Regions from separate parts of the Sus scrofa genome. Here region 1 is linked to region 2. Evidence: chromatin contacts called from public HiChIP or PLAC-seq data. All regions are on one chromosome and are shown on one strand. Each heading gives the region's core, a stretch centred on a gene start, on an enhancer-like site or on the middle of the called end of the contact. The rest is flanking DNA. Distances are from core to core; before and after follow the strand shown. Region 1 holds the start of NABP1 (nucleic acid binding protein 1). Region 2 holds the start of NAB1 (NGFI-A-binding protein 1).

Region 1 (5,918 bases), core at 3,315-5,814, 1.1 Mb before region 2:
ATCCAAATGTCTAGGCCAGCATGGAGGCTGAATTACCTTTACACCCCTAGAGAGGATGGTTCCTCCAAGTCAGGGTGGAGATTACCAGGGTAGTAGTTTATGGAAGCTCGCATTGCGGCTGCCTGTACGGTACCTAGACTGTGGATAAATACAGGACTTCAGTTGTCATTGCTGCAAGTCCTTTTACATATGGGTACATATTCACCCATAAACAGAGAAAAAGAAAAATTAAACTTAGGGCCTAAAACCCATACCCAGCTTAAGTGACAATTCACTAGAAGACAGAACTTACTTCAAATGGCACTTGTGACTTCTGCAAAATATACATTCCTGAAGCCTAAAGAAATGGTCCCTTTGGGGATTGCCTCAAGTGCAGCTGCTTAATGCTCTTTGCCAGGAAAAACTGACATTCTCAACCACAGGAAACAGTATTGATAGCTGTTAAACTAGCTCATACATGCAAAGTTATTTTTATAGTTAAGCTGCTGCTGGTATTCTATTTATCAGTCAAAAAAAGCCAAGGAAGAGGTTTATAATTTATACCTACCAGTTACTCTGTAGATATTATTTGTAATTTTTTCAATTATATGAAATGCATCTTAATACTTACTCCCCAATTTTTTGAAGTTCTCCACCCCTTCCAGTATAAAGTGTCAGACATCCTTTCCACATGGATGCATACCTAGAAAGAAAAGAAATGTGAGTTCTATAGAAATATGTATATTTCCTCCTACTTAAATCAAATAAATCTTTAAACCGCATTTTTTGCATTGGGGTGCAGGTGAGGAATCGAACCCTGTTTCTATCATAGTAAATCAAACACAATTAAGCTAATTTTGACTGATTTGTTATTTACTGAGGAATAACATGAAGAAAATGCTACCTCCAAATTTTGACATAATTATCTAAATAATAATTAACCCTAGAAAATATGTCTTTTTTGCAAAGCTGTTATTCTCCAAAGATCACAACTTTAGTAAATTAACATAGGGAGAACTTGCAAATTGCAGAGATTCAAGCCACAATTACTTTTCAATCACAGGACATATAAAATCAATACCCTAGTGTTTACTTTTACAATGATTTACTTGGTCTATAAGATATTGATAAAATAATTTTTCCTTTGCCTCCATAAAACACAAAGGCTATTATGTGTCATTCCTAAGCTACCGAAAATTTAGTAAAATTTAATCAAGGGGCTAAAAAAAACTAAGATCACAAATCTTTCACCTATATGTTTTTCCAAATTTGCAATTTTTAGCACCAACTTGGCTTAACGATTATTTACACTAAACAATTCTGAATGTAGACAGCCTCATTAGATAACATAATCCTATACACAAATCTGAGAAAAATGTAAAATAATGAGTATTATAAAATAAGTCCAACGGGTGGTTTTTGGTGGTTCTTTGTACAACTGCTATGGTGACTGCATGATTTAGAATCATAAATTATAACTAAATATTATTTAACTATGTATAGTGATATTTCATCTTTTAACATAGGTTAATAAAAATTTACTAGTTTCACAATACATAGTTCTCTTCAATTAGAATTATTTACTAGGAGTTCCCATCATGGCGCAGTGGTTAACGAATCCGACTAGGAACCATGAGGTTGCGGGTTCGATCCCTGGCCTTGCTCAGTGGGTTAAGGATCCGGCATTGCCATGAGCTGTGGTGTAGGTTGCAGACTTGGCTCGGATCCCACATTGCTGTCTGTGGCTGTGGTGTAGGCCGGTGGCTACAGCTCTGATTAGACCCCTCACCTGGGAACCTCCATAAGCCGCGGGAGCAGCGCCAGAAAAAGGCAAAAAGACAAAAAAAAAAAAAGAATTATTCACTAAAGTCTCCATTCACCATGTTCAAGTTACACAAAAACTGACTTACGAGACAGTGCATGAATATTCCCCCTTACTAAAGTAAAAATACCTATTCTGAGAGAAAATTTGAAGTTACTAGACCTAAAACATTTAACTTTCACTTAGTTCAGGTATGAAATAAATGTTTGCAATATTCAAATTACCATTATTGAGAGGTATGCCTTTCTTCAAAAGCTACTTTTCTTGGATTCAACCAGAAATTAAGGGCCTTCCAAGGGGTCAGACTATGCTGGATGTGTTACTTTAGTAAGTAAGGCATAATTATCCCCATTTTACAGAGAAGGAAGGTCAAAAAGTTTAATAACTTCCAGATCACACCGACTTCTAACCGAAGTTAGAAAATAGTTTCTTTGGTTTTGAATTTCCCTTTGAATTATACGCCTTGGTCACTATGCTCCTTAAAAATCCTACAGACCAGCTATGGCTACTGAACTTAGTTCTTCCATTTTTTTTTTGATGAACATGTCTATGTATCTTCCATGACTACAAAATTTGAAATAACTGAAATAAGATGCTGTTTACAGTGCATAAAATAAATTTTAATGCAATGGATGAGATACTCTGGCTGCCAAAAATCTTTAATTATGCTATTTCTCACATACCCTCCCAGGTAGGAATTCTCTTTTGTGCAAGTTAAAGATGTGGTTTAAAAAACACTACTGGTGTCATAGTGAGTCAGTGTACAGGAATAAATGTTTAGGTCCTGACTCTCACTTCCTTCTTTGATAATACTCTGCCTCACTTCCTGAAGATGTGGTAAGACCTGTAAGATAATATCAAAGGGCTCTACGTTCCTACTTTCAGGGTGATCCAACACTTTGAGATGCTATCTACTAGGCCAACATCAATCTCCACTCACTTTTCCTATAACTATGAGCAATAAATTATTATAATTCTATTAACCACAAAGCTTCCAAAATCTGCTTTTAAGATCCCTTTCTCATATTTTAATCTTCCTAAGAAAAAGACTGGATAAATTTTTAAAAGGTTGCACTAAACTATTTTTAAAAGCCAATCTGCCCACTAACTCTTTTGGATAGAAGTATCATTGACATCTTTCTGCCAAACATTTTCTGCATATCATTTTGGTTTTTGTACAACATTGCCCTTACAGCAGTAGTCATAAGAAATCATTTTCCAGAATGTGCCTTACAGATACTGTAAACCTCTCCTCTTTCACATCCATGTACAAATTCGATACACCACAAAACTGCTAAATTCTCCAACTACAACCTCAATTTACATCCACACTGTCTAAATGAGTACAAATAAAATACTGGCAAGACATCAAGTCATTAAAAGGGAAAAAAGGTTGGAAAAAACTAAGTGACAGCTGTATTAACTTGATTTTTAACAATCTATTAAAAAGACTCAATAATCCCTGAACAGTATTTAAAAATCTGTAAACTGAGGGTGGGGTTGTTTAGATTCTCAGTTGAAATTGCTTTTAAAGGCTTAGGTGTTACAAACCAATGCTGTCCACCAACTGAGGTTAACATCGAAGGGGGCTCAAAACTTCTCGGAGTGGCCCCGAGGAAAAACAACACGAAACTTTAGAACTTGCCACGGTCCTGGGCGTCAGTCAATTTCGATTTCCCAGACTTCTACTTAGGAGACACTCTCAACCCCTTCCCCAACCCCTTTATGAACACCTACCCTCTGGTCAACCGAATAATATCCCCCGGCTGAATGAGACCTCCGATTTCATCCCACACGGAAATAGTGATGCTGCCCGTTTTATCTGCTACTTTGCATGATCTCACTTCATGGCCGTCTTTGGTTTTGGTCACGCGTCCTGTGGGGATTTAAAAAATCAAAAGGGGGAGGGGTGTATTAGAAAATGAGTACTTCCAAAAAGCTAACTCCTCCTCCGGGATCAAAAGGCGTCTGAAAGGTGGGAAGAGATCGAGCCCCGGGTTCTCGCCCGCAGGTAGGCTACAGCCCCAGCAGGGGCCAACGGAGCCACGTGGATGGGGGAGGGGAGAGAGAAGGTAGGGAAGGGGGAGGGGAGCCCCCGGCTAGCGGCGGCAGCGCCCTTCCCTCTGGCCCCGGGACGCACTGCGGGCGGCGGTGTGGGCTGTGGACCCCACTTACCTATCTCCAAGACAATAAAGACGACATTTAAGTTTTTCAGTCCGGGCTTAATATCTTTTATAAAAAGAGGGGGGTCGTTGACCCCGTTCATAATGAGGCAGGTGCGGCTACGATGCGGAGACTCGAGTGGGCAGGGAGCCGGACAAAGCTTCCCACCACCCCCCTGGGCCAGGTGCGAGGGCGGAGGGGCGACCTTGGGCGAGGATGGCAAGAGAAGGGGCAGAAAGAGGTTAGTCAGGGACGGAGGAAACCAGCTCAGAAGACACTGAGCCGAAAAAAACTGGGGGAAAAAAGCGCTGACAAGTTTAAAAGAAAAAAACACGAACCACTCCGCACCCCGACCCCGCTCCCAACCAGGCGACAGGAAGGCAAGCGTGAGAACTGCCCCTTCTTTGGATAAAAGGAAGAAAAAAAGGCAGCGAGAAGATGCCTCTGCCCTGAGTCCTCTCACACACACACACACACATACACACACACACACAGGGGCGCGTGCCCAGCCTGTCCCGAGCTCCAGGGAGGGAACAGGCTTTGACTGCGAAGCCAGAGCAGAGACCAAGCTTCCGCGCACCCAGCGTCCCAAACAGCGACTGCAGAATGCGCCCGCGCACCGGCTGGACCCCCGCGTCGCCCCGCCCCCTTGTTACGACACACGGCGTCGGGCACGCCCGACGCTCCGCCCTCTAGGCTCTGGAAAGGGGCAGCCAAGGGGCGGAAACAAGCAGACGACGCCCGCTCAGCCTCCTTAGCTCCTCCCCTGGGCTGTCAGTGCGGACCCCGCCCTCTCAGCCGTCCAATCGGCTCTGAACTCCGACCCATTCTCCTCCTGCTTCCGCCGTCGCCGCGCGGCGTCTATTTTGCCCTGCCTAGTCTTCCTTTTTCAGGCTTCTACTACTCACTGTCCAGTTTCTGGTTTTCTTGCATATTGTCCCTCAGATTTCAGTCCTTCGCCCCTGCTTTTTAGTTTCGCGGTCAAGGAGAACGGTTGCTGTGTTTTAGAACGCAGTGGGTACGTCAAAAAGTATGCAGGAGAGGAAGAACAAGGTTCAAGCAAGTGTGGCTGGTCTGGTTGAAAGAAAATAAAAGGTAGGGATGGGTCCTTAGCAGCGAGGCTGGAATTTTAAGACCAGAGGGCAAAAGAGTTCCACTCTACTGCCTCATTTTAAGCTTATTGAGAGCAGGAACTGTGAGGTGGCTTGCTGAAGGTCACTCAGCAACTTTATGAGCAAGCAGGACACAAACACAAGTGACCTAGCCTTGGTGCTTTTCACTCTGTAATACTAGGCAGATAAACAAGAAGTTAAATTCCTTTGCAAACTTAACTATTTTTTCTTGCTCCTCTCAGATTACACTCCCCATTTTGCTTTTCTTCTCTACGTTCATTTTATTAATAGTCTGTTTTTAGAGCAGTTTTATGTCTACAGCAAAACTAAGAGAGGAAGGTACAGAAATTTCCCATATGCTCTCTATCCCCACACATGCGTGACCTCTTCCCATTATCAATGTCTCCCCCAGAGTGGTATGTTTGTTACAGTTGATGAACAACATTAACATATTATTATGCAAAATCCTTAGTTTACCTTAGGGTTTGTTCTTGGTATTGTACATTTTATGGTTTTGGACAAATGTATAATGATACGTATGCAAAATTAATAGTATTATACAGAGTAGTTTCATTGCCCTAAAAATCTTGTGCGCCACCTATTCATCCTTCCCTTACCCCTCATCCTTGGCAACCACTAATATTTTTAGGCTTCATTTTCCAGTATGTCACATAGTTGAAATCATACAGTATGTAGCCTTTCATAATGGCTTTTTTCACTTAGAAATGTGCATTTACATTTCCTCCCTGTTTTTTTCATGAGCTATCAAGTTTTGTATTTGTTTTTGTACATCCGAAACAATCATATAACAACAGTGGGAAACCCTGAAACATAAGCTGAGG
Region 2 (5,618 bases), core at 443-2,942:
ATGGAAGGGGAAAAGATACCCCTGAATCTAAGAACCACTTTTAGTGGCACACAGATTAGACTACAAACAACTTTTTAGGTCTTTGAGAAAATACCGGTCTCCACCCAAAACAGAGAAAGTAAATCCTATGCATTCTCTCTTCCAATATTTCTTCTTAAAACCCACAGATATTATGACATGTCAAAATTTGGTATGTTTTACAGGGGTAATTTTTCACAGAAGTGAAAATCTAAGAAGGCATTTCAGTGTGTGCACACACTTGTCTAACAAAACAGCCTAGCATTTCCTACGTGACTAATCTTTTTAAAATTCAGTTCCTCTGTTCCTATGCAATCTAATATTATCTATTAAAACTGCCAAAATATTTTTAAACTCCGTCTGAGAATTTCCCTCTCAGCTTCTGATCTTTGCACTCCTTTAAGCTTGCAGACATGTTACTGACAAACCAACTGGTAGTGACAGGTTATTCCGAATCAAGATGAAATTTTAAATTGACAGCTACCCCCAATTTTGCCATGCCTTCCGGATCCTCCCGGAATGAGGAATAAGTATATGCAAGTCAAAGATTCCTACTGGTCACATGCTGCAAAACTTGATCTGCGGAACCTATTCATATTCCAATTCAATTATCTTTTCCCTCAAGATCTTAACATTTAGGCTCACTAGAAGTCTCGTTTCCTATCTTAAGCCTTGTGAACCCTGAGGCTGCAGCCCATAAGCATTTGACTGCACTTTCTCCAGGAATAAAGTCACACACCTCTGCATCCAAGGCTTGTATGTCCCACATGTGTTTGCAAATTCCACACTCGGCCTTAGCGAGCACAATGAGTCTCTCGCTTCCATTGCACCTCGGTGCCAAGTTTCTGTAAGCCACTTCCAAGCAAAACTCTCCTTCCGCTTTAAAAAAAAAAAAAAAAACTACATTCCGAAGGAGAAGATCCCCAGAACGAAAAATAAGACTGTAGAGCAACACTTTTATAAAGTAAACAAACCAACAAAAAGATTCTGCCCCTGGCTGCAAAACTCTGGGGTGGGCGCGCGCACCACCACGCACAACACACTACGCAACCCCACCACTGCTCCGCGCCACGCGCGACGGCCCAGCCGAGTCAGGAGAATGGACGATGCGCCCCCGGCTTTCAAGCAGGAGAACGTACTAGTCGGGCCACTGCCTTGCTAGCCTTCTTCCCGCTGCCCCTGCGCACCGAATTTCTCCGGGAATCACCCACAGGAGCCCGATGCTGCCGACTCCTTCCGGCGGCAGCCGCTCAGGGCCCGCCGCCCTGGATGCCCGCCCCCCAAGTGCTGGCGCGGCCCGAAGACTCCATCGCCCCAAGTTCGCCCGCGGCCGCACGAGCGCGAACGCTTCACGCAGTAGGCGGACAGCGAGTTGGTACGTACTCGGCCAGCGGCTGCAGCGGTCTTGGCGCGCTCTCCCCCAAGGACGCCTCAGCCCTAACTCCGAAGTGACGGCCCCCGGTTCTCTCTCCTCAGTCGGCAGCGGCGGCCGGGACGCCCCCGCTCCCATCGAGGGGGGAAGGGAAGGTGGTGGGCGCGCTCTCCCTGCTCCCCCCCACCGCCAGCTCGGGCCCGCCGCTCCTTCCCGCCCGCCAGCCCCGACGGCACTCGCTCGGCCGCGGTGGTGGCGGCGGCTCCTCCCGGCTCGGGCGCGCGGGCGGCGGCGGCGGCGGCGGCGCCTCCCCCACCACGTCCTCCCCCTTCCCCTCCCCGCGCTGCACCCACCCCCTCCCCCGCCCGCCTCCGCCACCTCCACCCCCCGCGCGCTGTCACATTGGGAGATTCCGCTCTTGCTACATTCGCCGCTCCGACTCCCGCCCACGCGCGGCCGAGTGACGCAGATCCCGGCGTGGGCCGCCGCAGGGCGGGGGCGGGGGCGGCGGCCGCCGGGCCGGGCTCGGCCTCTTCCCGCCGCCCCCTCCGCGGAATCCGGAGGGCGGCCCATTCGCACGGCAGCTGGGAGGAACCAAGTGGGCGCCCGGGAGGGGGCGGCTCCCGCGAGTCCTGCTTCGGGCTGGGGGAGGGGGCGGGAAGGAGGAAAACGGGGGTGGCGGGCGGGAGGGAGGAGACGCCGCCTCGGGCCTGCTCTCCAGCTGCCGAGCGAAATGGGAAGGTTTGCAATTAAAAAAGAATTTTTTTTTTTTTTAAAGTGTGAGGTTCCCAATATAGTATTTCAAAGAGCACGCCCAGCCAAATCCATATCTCCGGGGAGGCTGACTTTAAAAAAAAACATAGCACGCTCAGCCCACTAATCTGGGCGCCGGGCTCGCCCCAGCCCACTCCGGCTAAAGGTTGATGGGCCAGGTGCGCCCCTTGCCCAGCCGGCCCTGGCGTCCTGCCGGAAGTTGGCCGCGACCGCACAGAGGGGGGAACGGCAGGTGCGCGACGCTGGGAAAAAAAACTGGCAGTTCTAGAGAATCTCTGCCCGCCCTTCTTGCCCCCTCCCCACCCCCACCACCGGCCTGGCAAAAGGAGGAGGGGAGAAATGGGAACCGACAAACCCGAAGTGCAGCTTTGACAACTGTCTTGCTTGCTGGGTGACTTAATGCCAGCCTTCTCAACCCTCCTGAAAACCTGCCAGTTATTTTACTGGTTAATATTTTCTATTTCCATGGTGTAAAAATCCGACGGCTCTGAAACAGTCCTGGGGTGTGTTAAAATAGATTTCCCCAGGCAGCTATAGAATTTTGGGGTTTGGTTTGCATGAACTTTTTAAAACCAAAGTAAGTATTACACATTTCCAAAAATGTACTTAAACTGTTGCCAAAAAATGTGGAAATTTGTTTTAGAGACTATTTTTCCTTTGCAAAAACGAGTAAAGGAAAGAATTCCTCGAATTTTAGCATTGTATTCTTGAAGGCTAGAGAATATTTAGTAAATATAAAATTACTGCAAATACAGGTAAAATTCCGTTTTAATATCTATATAAAAATCCAGTTTTATAAAAGGCCATTCCCACATCCTGGCTGGCCTCCCAGAGTGTGCCTACTTTCCTGATGGGGGATACAAGGCATTCTTTGAAATGGGAAATTCTTCATACCACATCTTTATGTTGCAGCAATGGACTGGATGATAGCATTGAAAGAAAAAGACCTTGTAAAAATACTGAACCTTTCTTTTATTTTTTGAAAAACACGTTATAGGAATGAGTAATGCCACAGTGGAGTGCGTATAATTAAACCCGTTTCTTCCATATTAGTGAAAAGGTCTGTCTGGGATAGTTGTATTGATATTGCATGTGAATAAGCGTGCTCATATGAATTTTTCTTCAGCTGAAGAATCTCTCCTAGAAGTGTGTCTTAGCCTAATTGTCTCAATTTTGCAATTGTGGACCCTGTTCTACTAAAAAGAAAGTTAACTTAGGTTGTTATAAAATAAAAACACCTTCTTGGGAAGATAAAGGTTAGCAAATGTTCAAGTGAACAAAAGAAATCTGCAAAATTCTTTTTTCCAGTTCCTCTCTGGAATCCTGATGTTTTACAAACATTTTTGGTTCTGAACAGCTAGAGAAAACTACTTTTCTTCCATGAAGATGTACAGTCAGTGATTCACAAGTCATGAAATGAGTAGTCTTATCTGGACTGTTGAGTCTCCCAAGTAGAATTGTTTCCAGAGTTGGAAGAAATGACATTAAATTCTCTTCCCAAACTTGTGTACCTCTGGCCAGCACTGAACATGATGCTGAAAAGAAAATGTGTTAGGGCAGATACTTTTTCTTCTGACTTGTAACTGGTTATTTCCACAGTTAAATATTGAAATTTCTCCTTATTTGTTTTCTGAGCACATTTAGATAGTATATTCTTCCTGCATTAAGAATGGCATTTCTGGCCCACTTTGCATTGCTTTAAACACCCTTGTTGCCAGAGGAAAGGGTGGGAGGAAGGAAAATGAATGAAAGATAAAATTTTAAGCTTTTTAACATCCAGTTCTATATGTCTGTATGACAACACTATAGATAATATGGCTGCTCAAAAAGAGAATTGAGACATTGACCTATATATGAGACAACTTGAATAAAGAAGCATTGATTCTTATTTACTTCCTTACCAGTTACTGTCATCACCAATGCCACCCTTAAACACTCCCTCCCATATAATACACACACACAGTTTCTCCCATTCCTAGACCCTGGTGGTTTGTTAAGGAAAAACATTCCATCCTGTAAGATAACAATTATGGTTTCTGATTATTCTATAATACTTTCCATCCCATAAGTATGTCTTACACTTTCTTGAAATCAGTAAATGTATGTTTAAGAGGATCTTTAAAAAATTATTACAAATACTTTGATGATTAGCATATTTGCAAAAAGGCAATTTTGGACAAAAAAAAATTTTCCACACTACGAAAATAAAAATAAAATTTTTAGTAAAAAAAATATAATTTAGAAAGTTGGTAGTATTCTGACATTAGAGTGAAAATTTCCCTGGAAGAGCATTAATTTATTACTTTTAGAAAGATTTCTTTAAAATGCTTCAGTGATTCAAAACAAAAGAACAAATAACAGATTTTAAATGTTCTTAGAGGAAAGAAGGAATAACATTATGGTTTATGATCTACAATATCTAAGATACGGTATAATTTTATCCTCTGGTTCTCCTATTGTTGCCTCAGAACAATTCCATACCTGAAGAATTTTCCACTCTATGTGCTGGTGACCCTACATTTAACTGAGTCATGTGTAATATTCATTTTATTAGAAATAAAATTAAAATGTCCCTTATTTTGCAATATGAACTTTAAAGTTTTGGATGTGTATTATAGATTGAATAGATTTTTAGTGTATGGAGATTGGAATAGTTTTAAATATGTAGAGATTATGTACAGGTTTCTTAAAGACATGCTAATAGGAATGTATATAACTGATCAAGAGCCATGACTTTAAAAACACTCTTCTGAAAAAAGAAACAAATTATCACACATTGCATATTTTGGAGTTCATTTGACTTTTTAAATTAATTAATTAATTTTTTTAGAGTCACACCTGGAGTATGTGGAAGTTCCCCAGGCTAGGGATCAAATCAGAGCTGCAGCTGCCAGCTTGTGCCACAGTCCCAGCAATGCCATAGTAGCCATTTCGGCAACCTACACCACAGCTCACAAAAATGCTGGATCCTTAACCCACTGAGTAGGGCCAGGGATCAAACCCACATCCTCATGGATACTTGTGGAATTTGTTACCACTGAGCCACAACAGGAATGCCAACTTTATTTTTTTATTAAGGCATGGTTGATTTAAAGTGTTGTGGCAATTTCTGCTATACAGCAAAGTGACCCAGTCATACATATATATATACATTCCTTTTCTTATATTATCATCCATCGTGGACCCAAGGGATTAGATATAGGACCTCATTAGCTATCCATTCTAAATGTAACAGTCTGCATTTACTAACCCCAAACTCCCAGTCCATTTCACTCCCTCCCTCCTCCCCCTTGACAACAAATCTGTTCTCTATGTCCGTGAGTCTGTTTCTGTTTTGTAGAGAGGTTCCATTTGTGCCATGTTTTAGATTCCACATATGTGATATCATGGTATTTGTCCTCTTTCTCCTTTACTGCACTTAGTATGATAATCTCTAGCTGCATCCATGCTGCTC

What was found. HiChIP or PLAC-seq counts read pairs in DNA pulled down with a chosen protein or histone mark.
Region 1: an H3K27ac HiChIP or PLAC-seq map of alveolar macrophages shows a contact between it and region 2. The contact joins the promoter of NABP1 here to the promoter of NAB1 in region 2. A contact is called at or near these places in 1 of 5 promoter capture datasets (fetal liver), 1 of 47 Hi-C or Micro-C datasets (liver) and 1 of 2 datasets of contacts at active chromatin or transcription factors (alveolar macrophages).

What each region holds. Positions count from the first base shown.
Region 1 is chr15:96,312,530-96,318,447 of Sscrofa11.1, reverse strand. NABP1 (nucleic acid binding protein 1) reads right to left here and starts at 4,564. Exons shown (of 6, transcript NM_001244491.1): 1 at 3,977-4,564; 2 at 3,539-3,677; 3 at 611-682. The coding sequence starts at 4,067. LOC100516649 (a long non-coding RNA gene) reads left to right here and starts at 4,699. Exons shown (of 4, transcript XR_002339369.1): 1 at 4,699-5,059.
Region 2 is chr15:95,244,823-95,250,440 of Sscrofa11.1, reverse strand. It overlaps NAB1 (NGFI-A-binding protein 1), which reads right to left and starts at 1,692. Exons shown (of 8, transcript XM_021076058.1): 1 at 1,402-1,692. All of the region lies in intron 3 of NEMP2 (nuclear envelope integral membrane protein 2), which reads left to right.